Linked DNA regions of Anser cygnoides: region 2 is linked to region 1. The links are chromatin contacts, called in public Hi-C maps. All regions are on one chromosome and are shown on one strand. Each heading gives the region's core, a stretch centred on a gene start, on an enhancer-like site or on the middle of the called end of the contact. The rest is flanking DNA. Distances are from core to core; before and after follow the strand shown.

The links. A called contact is a pair of places that touch in the nucleus more often than the background predicts.
Region 2: a contact with region 1 is called in a Hi-C map of liver, with 2.0 times the contacts expected there. The contact joins two enhancer-like sites. A contact is called at or near these places in 5 of 7 Hi-C or Micro-C datasets (fetal liver, granulosa cells and liver).

The regions. Positions count from the first base shown.
Region 1 is chr3:12,503,097-12,509,353 of Taihu_goose_T2T_genome, reverse strand. VPS54 (VPS54 subunit of GARP complex) reads right to left here. Exons shown (of 25, transcript XM_048048358.2): 20 at 4,224-4,311; 21 at 2,534-2,655; 22 at 2,342-2,422. Among named protein-coding and RNA genes, the nearest start is that of UGP2, 35 kb to the left of the region's middle. Within about 2 kb of position 3,888, at least 1 of the 3 cell types and tissues checked has open chromatin away from gene starts, as enhancers often do. A contact at or near this core is called in liver, where this site is marked.
Region 2 is chr3:12,561,825-12,568,101 of Taihu_goose_T2T_genome, reverse strand. No RefSeq gene overlaps it. Among named protein-coding and RNA genes, the nearest start is that of MDH1, 16 kb to the left of the region's middle. Within about 2 kb of position 3,506, at least 3 of the 3 cell types and tissues checked have open chromatin away from gene starts, as enhancers often do. A contact at or near this core is called in liver, where this site is marked.

The DNA of each region.
Region 1 (6,257 bases), core at 2,639-5,138:
AGCGTGGTGTAAAGCCAGAGGGAACTGGCAAGCTGCAGCTAAGGCTCTTGCATGACTACAGACAAACTCCTCATGATGACAGGGAAAAAGCAACAGCACCAGAAAGAAACATGAGCTCCAGCCCTGCACGTAGCTGGCCATTTATATCTCCCGCTAAGGTCAACAGTGTGTAACACCACGAGGGATCAGACAAAAATTCACTGCTCTTCTTTCCAGTCACAAGACAGCAAGCTGCAAGAGAAGCAAAGAACTCCAGCTGTTTTGTTGTTTTTTTTTTCCATGTAAAAACCTATGCCTTTTAAAACTGTTAATTATAGCTGTTACACAGCCCTGTTCTCACTTCATGCCTGTGCCAAAGCCACCAGAGGGATGCCGGGAGCTGGCTGCGCACCGGTACAGCTCCCCGCAGAGCACCCGGCCTCGTGGCGGTGGGGTGGCAGAGCACAGCTCCTGCTCTGCAGGGCTTGGGAAGGCAGAAATAAGTTGTCTGCACTGCCCAGGTACCAGGCCAGTGTCCTACCTACTGGACTAAACCATTTCTTCTGTACAAAGCAGCGTGGTTTCCAGGCTGCGCAATTTATTTGGTTTTAAACCACACTGGATGCGGCACTGCCATGAAGCTCGCTTCCTCATTCAGATGTACGCACATAAAAGCAGATGAGCACTTTATCCACAAGCTACTGAAGTATCTGGACCCTCACAAAAACCCATACAACAAAGCTACTGATATGCCCGTTTGCAAATTTCCCATGTTTTTACATTCTGCACTGCCTTCAGTGCCAGGACTTTATTATTGCAGGAACAAGAAGAGCCAAATTATGGGATATGCTAGGAAGGGAGGCAAATCAACACATGGCCTCCTCTTCTGTACTCTGTGGGTTGCATTCGTATGAGCCAGGCACTCTCACTCAAGCCTTTAGGACCTTTAAAAATCAGGAATATTCTCAGCTTGTATCTCATGCCAGCTCACAAGAGGTGAACAGGCTGCAAAGATAGAAGGACAGTAGGGGATAGATGGTCACTAACTAAAATCAAGAACAAAAAGCGTGCTAATGATCTGCTGTGAGCTAACTTGTTTAGTATCAATAACCAACATTCTTGCACTTGTCTTTTATTTTCACGAGGAGTAACAGAAAGTGATCAAAAAACCACGTTTATAAATAGCAGTTCTGTGCAGTAACATCAGTAAAGGGCATAAACATGTTTTTAAAATGTAAACACAACAGAGAGAAAAAAAGTTCTCATTTAAATGTTTTGGATTTTTTCCCCACATTTAGGTAACACTATGGCTAAAAGAAACACATGAAAAGAAAAAGCACAGCACAGAGTAAACAACAAACAATAAAATAATAGAAACAGCAAGGAAGACAGAAATTCTGCCTGTTACAGCTGCCCCACTGCAGTGAAGCCCCCAGCATACCAACCCATGCCACATCACGGAGATGCTGCGATTCTCATAAGCTGCCACAAGGAAGAGGTTGGCCAAGGTCAATCAATCAAATCTGACGCTGAAGGATTAATCTTTTTCCTCTCATGAAAGAGCTTTTTTTTTTTTTTTGTAAGAGCATAAGAGCCAAAGCAAAGCACTAGGCTTTAAACGCTCACACACTTTATCCATCAGATTAGTGAGCCCAACAGGCCTGTCCTGGGGCAGAGTCTCTTCCGTAACCCCAAGGAGTGCAACGTTCTCTGCCTCTAGGGGAGTCAGTGACTGGATCCTGCCCAGGGCCAACCTGTTCAGCTGACAGGCACTCATAAAACACGAAGAGAACTTAATGGCACAGCTATCAGCTCTGCTATGCAGCAGGAACTACTAAGCACAGACTTCTAGTCCCCAGGCTTGCAGCCCTATCAATGAGCAGGTCCTTCCCCTCAGAAGACTGTTCCTCCTCAGCATTTTTTTGCTGTTTCCTCAGCTGCAGGAAATTACACGCACAGAGGCACCATCTGGATGAGCAGGAAAGGAGAACCAGCAATTTGGGACAGGCAAGAGGCAGCAGCAACCTGACTGCAGACAAGCTGTCAGGGATAAAACTGCCCAAGGCAGGAGAGCGCTTCAGCTCCTAAACACCAGAGCATCCGTGCCAGCCAATGTCCATTACTGATGATGAAGTAAATCAACAATTTTTTGGGGGTGAAGATGAATGACACCCATGCGGCAAGTGTTAAGACAAAATAAATTCCCAAGTACTGCACAGAACTTTCCGTATACACGGTTTAAAGACATTCAAACGACTCCCGATGAGGAAAGTTTAAGACTTCATTTGAAACATCTAGGCTGTATACAGTGAGACCTCCAACTGCAATTTAGAGTGTGTATAATTATTTCTTAAATCATTACCTTGGATAATAGTTTGTCAAACAAGCTATCCATTATGGCAACAAGCTTTGCTGAAATTTCAGCTATGTGGTCGTGATAATCCTGTAATGAAAGAAAGCAGGTTTTATTTATTATCTAATGACATTCATGTTTTTCAGAGCACAACTGAAAAGCAGAACTTCCCGTTTAATTAGGAAATGCCAAAAGAATTACCTTTGTTATGTGGTCAAAATGCCTGAGCATGCTAAACTGCTTCGGCTGCAGTCGAGCTTCGAAATGAGCCCTGATAATAGGAATGTAGTGTACGATTAGCTGTAGGCAGCGTGAAGAAAGGGCTGTAAATCCAGAAGTGAGACAGGAAAAGAAAAACAACAATTATTACACAAGAAGAGTCATTTGGTACAGACTGTGTCTCCTGTAACATGAATGAGATAGACCTAATGCAATTTAATATGCTTTAAAACAAACAAACAAGGTAACAAGGTAGGAGGTAAGCACTTTTTTCCACTGAAGACCCCACCCAGTGGAGACGCCAGACGAGTACCTGGCCATTCACACCCAGATTCTGTAAGATACAGGATAAGGGACTAATTTTACAAGAGGCTTTAAGTGTCTGCTTGACATTTTGAGCCCTGAGCACATGCAGACATCAGAGAGACCTCACAAGACCTGACTCATCAGCTACCTAACCTCGGCAGCCACATTCTCAAGGCACCAACATTTCTCCCCCGACAGATGTACACAAACACGCTGCCCTGCCAGTGCCAAGCTGCCCAGAGCCAGCTCCTGCCTGTGGTGCCGGCAGGACTCCCAAACCCGAGCTTCTCCTGAGCCAGCAGCAGGACACGTGGTGGTGCCCGCTTGATCGCCAAGCCTTCTGGAGCAAAGTCCTGAATGCAGCTTCTCTCTGCTCGCTTGTGTCTGCTGCAACACCATGGCCAGAAGCCTCTCAGACCACTCTCAAGCTAATTTCTCTTTAAAAATTAAATGCAGTTTGGTAATCAGTACACCCTGAAACATGGGAACTGGAAGCTCAAACACCTGCTTTAACCCACCACCAAAGGCTCTTAATTTCAGTTTAAAACTGGGGGGTCTGAAGTACCACGTCAGGCTGTTCTGCAGCATGGAAGCGTACACCTAGTTCTCCCTGAAAAGGGCAGATAAAGCAGTCCAGGCAGGAAACTCTGCACTGTCAATTCAGCTAAATAGCTGCACACTTCAAATGAGAAATTCTAAAGCCCAAAGCAGAGTTTGGATTCAGCACACAGACACAGAGCCCTAATTTACCTGACTGCACTGAGACATTCGACCACATAAAGACTAACTGTTTGATTCAGAGCCACCCACAGAAATCATTCTGCACATTACTGACATGCGGTTATAACCCACAGGAGCTGCATTTGGACACTGCGTTACAAAACACAGCACCACAGGGCAGATGGGACAGCACAGCTCAGCAAAACACATGGGGAGACTGGCGTTTGGCTGGATTCCTCTACCTACATACCTCCCGTCTCAAGACTGAAACACTGAGCAGCTCCCAAGCATGCCAAAGTCACCACTGAAAAAGTAACTACGCCTTCCCACAGGCAAAACATTTTCATGGAAAAACTTACTAACCTGTTTATTTCCTTCTCACAACAGAGCAAAGCTTTGTATTTGCAAAGTAATGTGGTAGACAGCAAAGGAATTTGATGGATTTTAGTGCACCCCTTGAACAGACAACTCATTAGCCTTTATATGTGTTTTACCTTTTAACAAGGAAGGTTTTATCACTGTGCTCTACACACAGCACCGCAACACAAGCACAGCTTATCCTAAATGTTCAGTGGTTGTTTTGTTTGTTTGTTTTTTAAACAGACAGGAATACAAGATCTGACACTTCAAATACAGAAATCCATACCTAGATTTTTTGTAGTGATGGTTTTCAAGCCAACAACTTGCAACGCGCCAGCTCCAAGCACCAGTTGGCAGCTTCTAGAGTTGAAATACTACAAGACAAAAAAAAAAAGAAAGATAATGAAAAGGTATGCTGACTCTGTAAGAAGAACACATAACCACAGTTTAGAAATACTATCATTAGAATTGTGCAAGGTTAAACAGATAATTACAAAATAAACAAAGCCACTACCAGGGTTTCACATACTCATACTACAGAGGAGTCCATGACTATTAACTAGTAAGACAAAAGGAACTTTTTTTTTTTAAGCCAATTTCAGTAGTCACTGGCCTGTAGTATTTTTTTTGACTCAGCTTAGGCTAAAGCACTCAAGGCAGCGCTTCATGAAATGGAAGTAGAAATACTGTTATTAAAAATACAGTTAGCTAGTCAGTGATTTCAATTCGGGGACTAATTTCTGCTTTTGTATGAGACCTTTGGGTGAGGTTTCTCTGAGTCTAGAAATAGAGTATTAAGTCAGAGGTGCTGCAGACTAGCTAAATTCAGCCTTACTTTGAAGGCACCACACTAGCAGCTTTGTACTAGAAATCTAAAAAAAAATGTTCTTCTCAAACCAGGGCCCTGAACGAAGTGAAGGGTAAAGATCTCACTAGTTTTGCTAAGTAGAGTGGAGGGAGTAAAAGTGTAATACCAGAACGGAAAATATCAAAAGGACTTGTTTCTAACTTTGGCTCCAGACTTTTCACACTGTTCACGTTACAGGAAGCTTGAAAAGAAACAAACTCACTGCTGCTGAAGTAGCCGAATTTGTGTTTCTAACACTACAGAGTGCTGAGATCTAGGAAATGATGCACAGAAGTCTTGAAACAACATCAAAAAACAATGCTACAAGAATTCCAGGTATAATGGATGACTTTTGACTTGATCTTCCTAACTTAGCTCCAACAGAAAGTAGTAATTAAATGCACACAGGCCAACGAGGTCTCTGGAAGAGTATGACAGTTCCTCTTAGCACATTCTGTCTTATTTTGGAATTCTGCTCTACCACTCGGCTCAAGACCCAAAATACCCTAGGCCAGGCTGGGTGAGGCAGTAGCGATGAAGGAACTGTTGCTGCTGTTCCTGACCCCTGCTCTGAATGGACAGCAGGAATTCCAGGGCTCGTGTTTGAGTGGAACTGTGACACTGGGGTGGAAATCAGGAGGTTAAACCTAAAGAGTTGGCACCTTTTCTTGTACTATTTTCACGCTATTGCCTGAAACTAGTCACCAAACTCAGGACCGCAGGGGATGTACTGTGAGCAGCAGATGTGCACCTGCTCTGGGCTGCCAGAGTAGCGAGTCGAGGGCAAGAAAAGCAACCCAGACCTAGTGCTCCCAACTGAACCTGAGCTACACGTGGTCCCTGAGCTGACAAGGGGCATAATCTACTCTGCTCTCAGTCAGAAGTCAGGATCTGAAACTGTCTGACATTCATTTCATCCCCTCCTCCTGAAAAGCAAGGCCTTTTCTTATGCCTCCTGGTGGACTTTAGAAGCAGATCCACTGAGCCAAAGACAGACATCCTACACAGTCTAAGCTCCTCTGAGGTATTCAGCTTAGGTTAGCACCAGCTCATCAACTGTGTGGCAGACCATTAGAAGCATGTTCTATAAAGGATGACAGACACTTGCACTCTCCCCCTGCCTTTCAGGGATATTGCTAACTTACCGGATGGCCTGTTGCAGACAAAGCAGCAAGGAAGTAGCGTGTCTGAAACATCAGAAGAGCAATACCCCCTCCTTGTGTCTGCTTGGAGGAAAGCATTTCCACCTTCTGGCACCATGGCTGCAAACCTTCTCTTGTCCGCGCCAGGTAAACTCCAGTAACAATGACTGTGTTTTTGATCAAACACAGGTGTCGTTTCACTCAGGTTACAGCCACAGCTCAGATTTCATCATCTGGGAACCACTTCACAGCTTCCAATCACAATACAAACTAGCTCGTTACATTTGTCATGCAATTATCACATAAAAAGTACAGTGACTTGCAAGGACAC
Region 2 (6,277 bases), core at 2,257-4,756, 59 kb before region 1:
CTTTACATGACAATTTGGGAACTCCTACAGGAATTAGGGAAGTAAGGAAAGCTGCCAATGTGATGAGTGCCTTCTGGTGCTCCACACACAGTCAGTAAAAATTTCATTTCAATGTGAGCCAAGGGACCAAAGGTGTTCATGCCAGTAATTACCATGATGCATCTTGTTTTAAGGCAATGTGTTTTACAGTAAATGTTACAGGGGATAGCTGCACTTCGCACAACTCTGCTTGACAAGGCTATGGGATAGTGAAAGGCAAAAGTACAGATCTGTGCCTCGATATCATAAATAAGAGGTGATAAATCTTGCAGTGTGTTTTGTGCCATACCTACAGAATTATTACAATATGGGGAGACTTTTTTTTAAAGAAAGGGAAGATCTGGCTTTCCAGGTTGTGTTTTTTTGGTTGGTTGTTTTAAAGCAGCCTTTTCCAGGTGAAAACATAATCACGTAAAGTGATGCTTACAACGCTCGGTGTGTCAGAACAGATGCATAATTGACCTTAGTACTTGATGGACTATCTGGTCATACCCTCTCAAGTTAACGCTACCTAAATTGATTGATCTCATGTTATGAGTTTTAAGCACTGTTTGTGTTTCTTCCATACTTCTGTGAAATAATTCAGAAATCTTACTAATTCTTATTGACCACGTGCTTAACTACCAGCCTACTACCTAAAAGCTCTCAAACTAGTGAGTGGCGGATATTGTTTGCATTCGCTCTACTTTCTCTAGTTTTTAGATTTCTGGGAGATGCCTCCCTCTATGGTTAGCTATCTCTTCTGCAAAGTGACAAAAGCCACAAGAAGTGCAGTGTTTCTGCAGGCAGCTTTGCTCTTGTAGTAACAGACATATGAAAATATGCAGATGAAACCAGAAGTAGTAGCCATCCCTTTTCCTTCTAGCCTAGAGGCCGTTACAGCTTTCTAGTACAAGAGGAAACTTGCATCTTGCTTTTCATTGAAATATTCCTATTCTGGGATTATATTTTTGAGTAGTAATGTGCTGGAGGACATAATGTATGAGAAGAGGCTGGGGTTGTTCAGTCTGGAGAAGGAAAGGCTCAGGAGATGTTACTGTCAACAGCTACTAAAACAGAAGTTGCAGAGAAAGCAGAGCCAGATCTCTCAGCAGCATGCAGTGGAGGGTCAAGAGGCAACAGATTCAAGCTGGAACACCAGAAACTGATTAATCAAGTCTGAGGATGATCAAGTACTGGAGCAACCAGAGGTGTTGTGGAAGCTTGGATGTAGCCTTGGGCAGACAGGTACAGGTTGGCCTTGCGTTCAGCAGGAATTTGGGCTGGGTGGCTTCTGACCTATGTGTCTATGAAAGCCACTGAGCCTTAGACACCCCCTCCATCTTCTAAGCAACTCTAAGTGGGTAAGTTAAAAGGCATTCTTCAGTTAGCAAGGAGGGTACTTTCAGTAAACACAGAGTTCCTGGGTAGCAAGGAATCTCACTTCCACTTTATTAGCTTAGTTACTTCCCCGAGAGAACAAAAGTTAGGGCTCCAAGCAGCAACTCCAAGATGAGGACGCATAAATCTTCCTTGAGAATCGAACCCAGGGGAAATCAAGATTTGAATTGCAAAACCCACTCCTGGAAGGTTTCTAGATAGAGCAGCTAAGAACATCAGGGCTGCTGGCTGAGCTCATGCATCAGCAGAAAGGCTCCCAGGGAGGAGAGGAAGCTGTTCTGCATGACTGGCATGCTTTGTCGTGGAGTCCCTGGATGTTTGGCATGAGAAGAACCTGGAAAACCCTGCGGATCCCAAATCCTCCCTCCGTGCTATTGAAAGCTTATCAAGACAGTTCTGCAAAGCTGATCTTCGTGTGTGCTTTCTTGACAGTTTTCCATTCCCAGCAAGAATTCTTTGAGAGAAGAAATAAAGCTGTTCCCCAGTGAACAAAAAAATTGATTTTCAGTTTTTCTTGCATTGTTGTTTTTCTCCTCTTGCTATTTTTTACAGTGACTGCAGGTGAAGCTAGAAACTCTATCTCATATAAACAAATCTAAACATTATGCTGATGCTTGCCGTAAAGATTCACACTTTGGGCTTATAAATAAGGCATCATGTCACAGTAAATCAACGTGATTTGAATCTCGCATTGCATAAGGTAAGGCAAAAGAACTCTGGCAAGTAAAACAGACACAGCATGCTCTCAAAGTACCTAACTTTACAAAAATTAGGACAATTCTACTGAAAAGAGTTTATTAGCAACATTTTTTCCCCTTGCTGCTCATGTTTTTGTTTGGTTTGTTTGCTTCAATAGAGACATTTTACATTTGAAATAGCAAATCCCAAAGTATGACTGCTGCTCAGACGAAAGGAAAGTGGAACTTCTGTAAATATAACTATTTGCAGCTCGAAATGCAAATAACTATTTTGTGTTAAATACCCACTTCAGTTGAAAAACATTCTGACAGTTTTGAAGCGTCAGCTTTGCGGAGGAGCATGGCAAATGGTACATGCAGCATCTAGTCCATGATCACATCGTGTGTTCCCTTCGCATGATGATGGCCAAACCTCACCTCTTTGGCTGTGTAGATTGTTTGGTCCAGAAAGGCAAAGAGCACAGTAAGGTGGGGAAAGAATGAGGCTTGATCAGCAACAAGGAGGGCGTAGAAGAGAATTTAAACTCTCAAAGGTTTTATCTAAGTTGAAAAGAAATGTCCAAGAGGCAAAGTTAAATTTATCTCTGACATTAAAGGGAAAATTGACTCCAAAATAAACGTAGGCCACGTCCGGGCACAGCCACGTTATGCACATATCCCCCAGGCACATGGGGATGTCCGTCAGGACAAGGATGAAGAAGGGCAGCACACATTAGGTGATTGAAAATATATAGGTCTACTGGGGTGAAAACCAGGAAAAATAGCTTAGTAGGAAGTAAAAGGTAAGATTCTTCCAAGTTTCTACTTTCTAGATCAGCAGGTGGTCCTCTCAGGGACATACGCTTCTTCTATTGATTTCCCTGTACCTCAGGTGAGGGCCCCAGAAGGGGAGCACATCTCTGGATTGGTAGCTGCTCTCCAGCTTTGTAAAGAAGTGGAAGCTGCAGCAGGAGGAGAGTGGTCACCAGCTTTGCAGCCCAGCTGGAAGCCTGAGTCCCAGGAGGATGTGCAGGAGGTCAGTGGAGGACAGCTTGCAGTTCAAGCTGTAACAGGGGTCAGGGAGCCTCCAGAGGGGTGCTGCTTCTGGTTACACCGTGTCATTGCGACAGGACAGGAAAAGATAAGGAGTGCGGGTCTAGGCGATTTCAAGAGGTGATTTTACTGCATCCAAATTTTGCCATTGTGCCTTTCACGTGCTTCATGACTAAAAAAAGGGCAGGTTGTTTCCCAAAATAGCCTAAACTAACAGACTTGCCACCGCACAGCTGTTTGCAGACTCAGAGTTCAAGAGCAGCGGGGTTGGGCACGAGCTTCCAGCATGGATTCGTTATCAGCTAGAGGAGAAAAAATAAATTTGGCAGCTGACTTAGGAGCACGCTGGGTATGTTACACAGCGCTCTGGTGCTACTCTGGCTGGGTGCGTCATAGCATCCAGCTTTTGGGATGATTTTCTAATTCAGAATTGTCATTCCTTATTGACAGGAGGGTCCTTCTTTATCCCCTCTTTCTGGTGCTCTCTCCCCATCGGCACTGGCCGTCAGTCACAATGCATCTTAAGCATTTTGCCTGGTGAGAAGCACAACTCCACAGGCTGCGGGTGGTTGTGCAGGTGGTTCCTAAGCAGGAAAACCTTGGAGAAAGGGGGACCGTGGAGTGGCTGCTTCTGCTCTCAGCTGGTCTGGCATGGTCCCTGCCCTCCTCACTTCGATATTATCAGTGACTGCTCTGGAGAAGGGCAGTGTATGTGTCCCTGATATGATTTTACTCTAAAAACAATTTGTGATTAAGCAATCTGGTATTTATGCCAGGATAGAGTTGAGGAAAGCAATTTTAACATGGATTTTTGAGCTGCATGGGAGACAGTGCTTCTAGCTCTGCTTCATGGGTCAGACAGAAGCAGAGACAGCTTCTGGAGCTTGTTTAGATGCACGTACTCTTCTCACCAACATCATTTTTATGCATGAAGATTCAGGAGATCTCGCCTGCACCGTTCACAGAACAGAAGCAACAACGCTGTTTTGGTAATGAGAGCAAACCTCCAACACAACATCTTTTCCAGGGATGCTCAAATGGCACATCCCTGGAGTGACACCAGACTTCTGGAGCAAATGCTCTTATCCCAGAAGGTTGTGTCAGCCAGTTGTGACTCCTTGTTCCACAACCCCTCTGGCCAGGGCTGCTCCTCTTGTCTAGTTAGTCTTGGGACCTGGGTATGCTGAAGACTGGGCATTAAGCTTTTTGGCAGTAGTGTTTTTCAACACCAAGGCAGCCTTGAATCCAAAAAACTAAATAAACGGGTAAATAAATACATGAAAAAAAATCAGATTTTTATGGAGCCTCCAGGTGGAGCTAGTAGAGAGGGAGTTACACTGGGAGGACTTTTCCCCCTCAATCCATGAGCCTGAAGAATTCAAATACTTGACCAAGAAAAAATAAAAAGGCAGATCTTCTTCCACTTCTGCAGTTCCAGGTCTGGAGCAGCCAGGAAACACTCAGCAGGAGAGGTGAGGTATCTGCTACCCCGTGTCCCCACTATGAAGAGGCCCGTGCCAAGTCCACACTGGCTGGACACCTACCTCCAGCCACGGGAGGACAAGTCTGCATGAGGTGCAGATTCCCTTGGGCAAGAAGAATAAAACTCAGACACACTTTGTGACAGACAAATTGTGTGTGTGCATGAGTGTGTGTGTGTGTGTTACTCGTACTGGTGACCCTCCCTTCCATTCCCAAGCAGGAATAGTACTTGAGATTAGGTTATAAATTCAGGAAATGATTTCTGCTCCTGGCTCTGCAGGAGATATCCTCTCCACCAGCAGCCAGATAACCTGTCTTTGCCCCTCAGTTCCTTTTCCCAAACCAAGATGATAACATGGGGTGAACAGTATCTAAAAGTTAGCTGATATTTGCAAAATGAGCTGAAATCCTCAGCTGCAGGATGTTATTAAGGGTGTTGTCAGTTTCCTTCCAAAGACTTTGGAGGAGACAGGGTGACTGTGCACCAGGTAACACTGACATAAGAGCTATACAGAGAGAAAAAAATATGGAGAAGTTAAATACAGGTGAAGATGGTGAAGATGGCTAAGTTACTTTTTCAGGCTTTTAAGGAAAAAAATAATTAATAATAATTATTATTATTATTAATAATAATAATAATAATAAAGTGCCTCCCTGTAGCAGCAGGAGGAGAGGGCCCATGTGAAAAGCTCATCTCAGAAACGGCCATGGTCCACCTCTGCAGGGCTGGGTCCTGGTGATATTGCTGCACTGAAATATCCAGAGGATGGGGGGAGGCACCTGGTGTGTTTCCAACCGTTCCCATTGCTCTCTGTGCAGCCGCAGGAGATGAGGTTGGCTTTTTTGGAAAGTGATTCATCTGTGTTTTGCACAAATAGAGAAATAATGAATACAGGCTCCACATAAGCAATGCTGCTGTCTAGCACTATCCATCACTGCAAAACTGGGCATGGGATAAATTAAGTTTCTCTTGAGCGCTCAGTCTGATAACAGTAAAATCCAAGCAAACATTTCATTTGCAGCAGCTGCTACAAAGCAATTCCCCCGAGTGCCGGGTGCTCCCCATAACCGAACCCCCCGCAGCACCATTGCTGGGCTGGTGGCAGGGGGCACACCTCTCCACCTGAAAATTTGGGGATTTCAGCTCAGCCAATTATTGTTCCCTTAGGAAGGCTTCTGTCACATATGCATTCTACAGTTATTCTGATTTAAATTCCATATTCGATGCCCATGCAAAATGCATCTAAAATTTATGTAACCCACCCAAAATCCACGTGAATATTTCAAAATAAAGATTAGGATCATATTCTGGCAGATCATCACAAGCTTTCTGAAGCGTGAAGAGCTCTGTAGCAGTATTTCTGAATTCATGCATGCGACTTTCATCGCTTTTATAAATTTGTTTGTCATTATAAAAATACGATTGTATATTGTCACATTGCTTGTCAGCAGCCAGTTGTTCACTAAAGTGTGTAATAATGGCATGCTTGCTTCTACCTCTGTTTCTTTATCTCTGTCCAGCACAGCCTAAGCGGACATCTCCCTGGCACTGCTGGAGTTTGGAGGTATGCCGGGAAGAGGATATTGTACTTCTGCACAGCAAAACCGACATTGCCTTCTGCTCTGCTTCAACACCGGACACATAC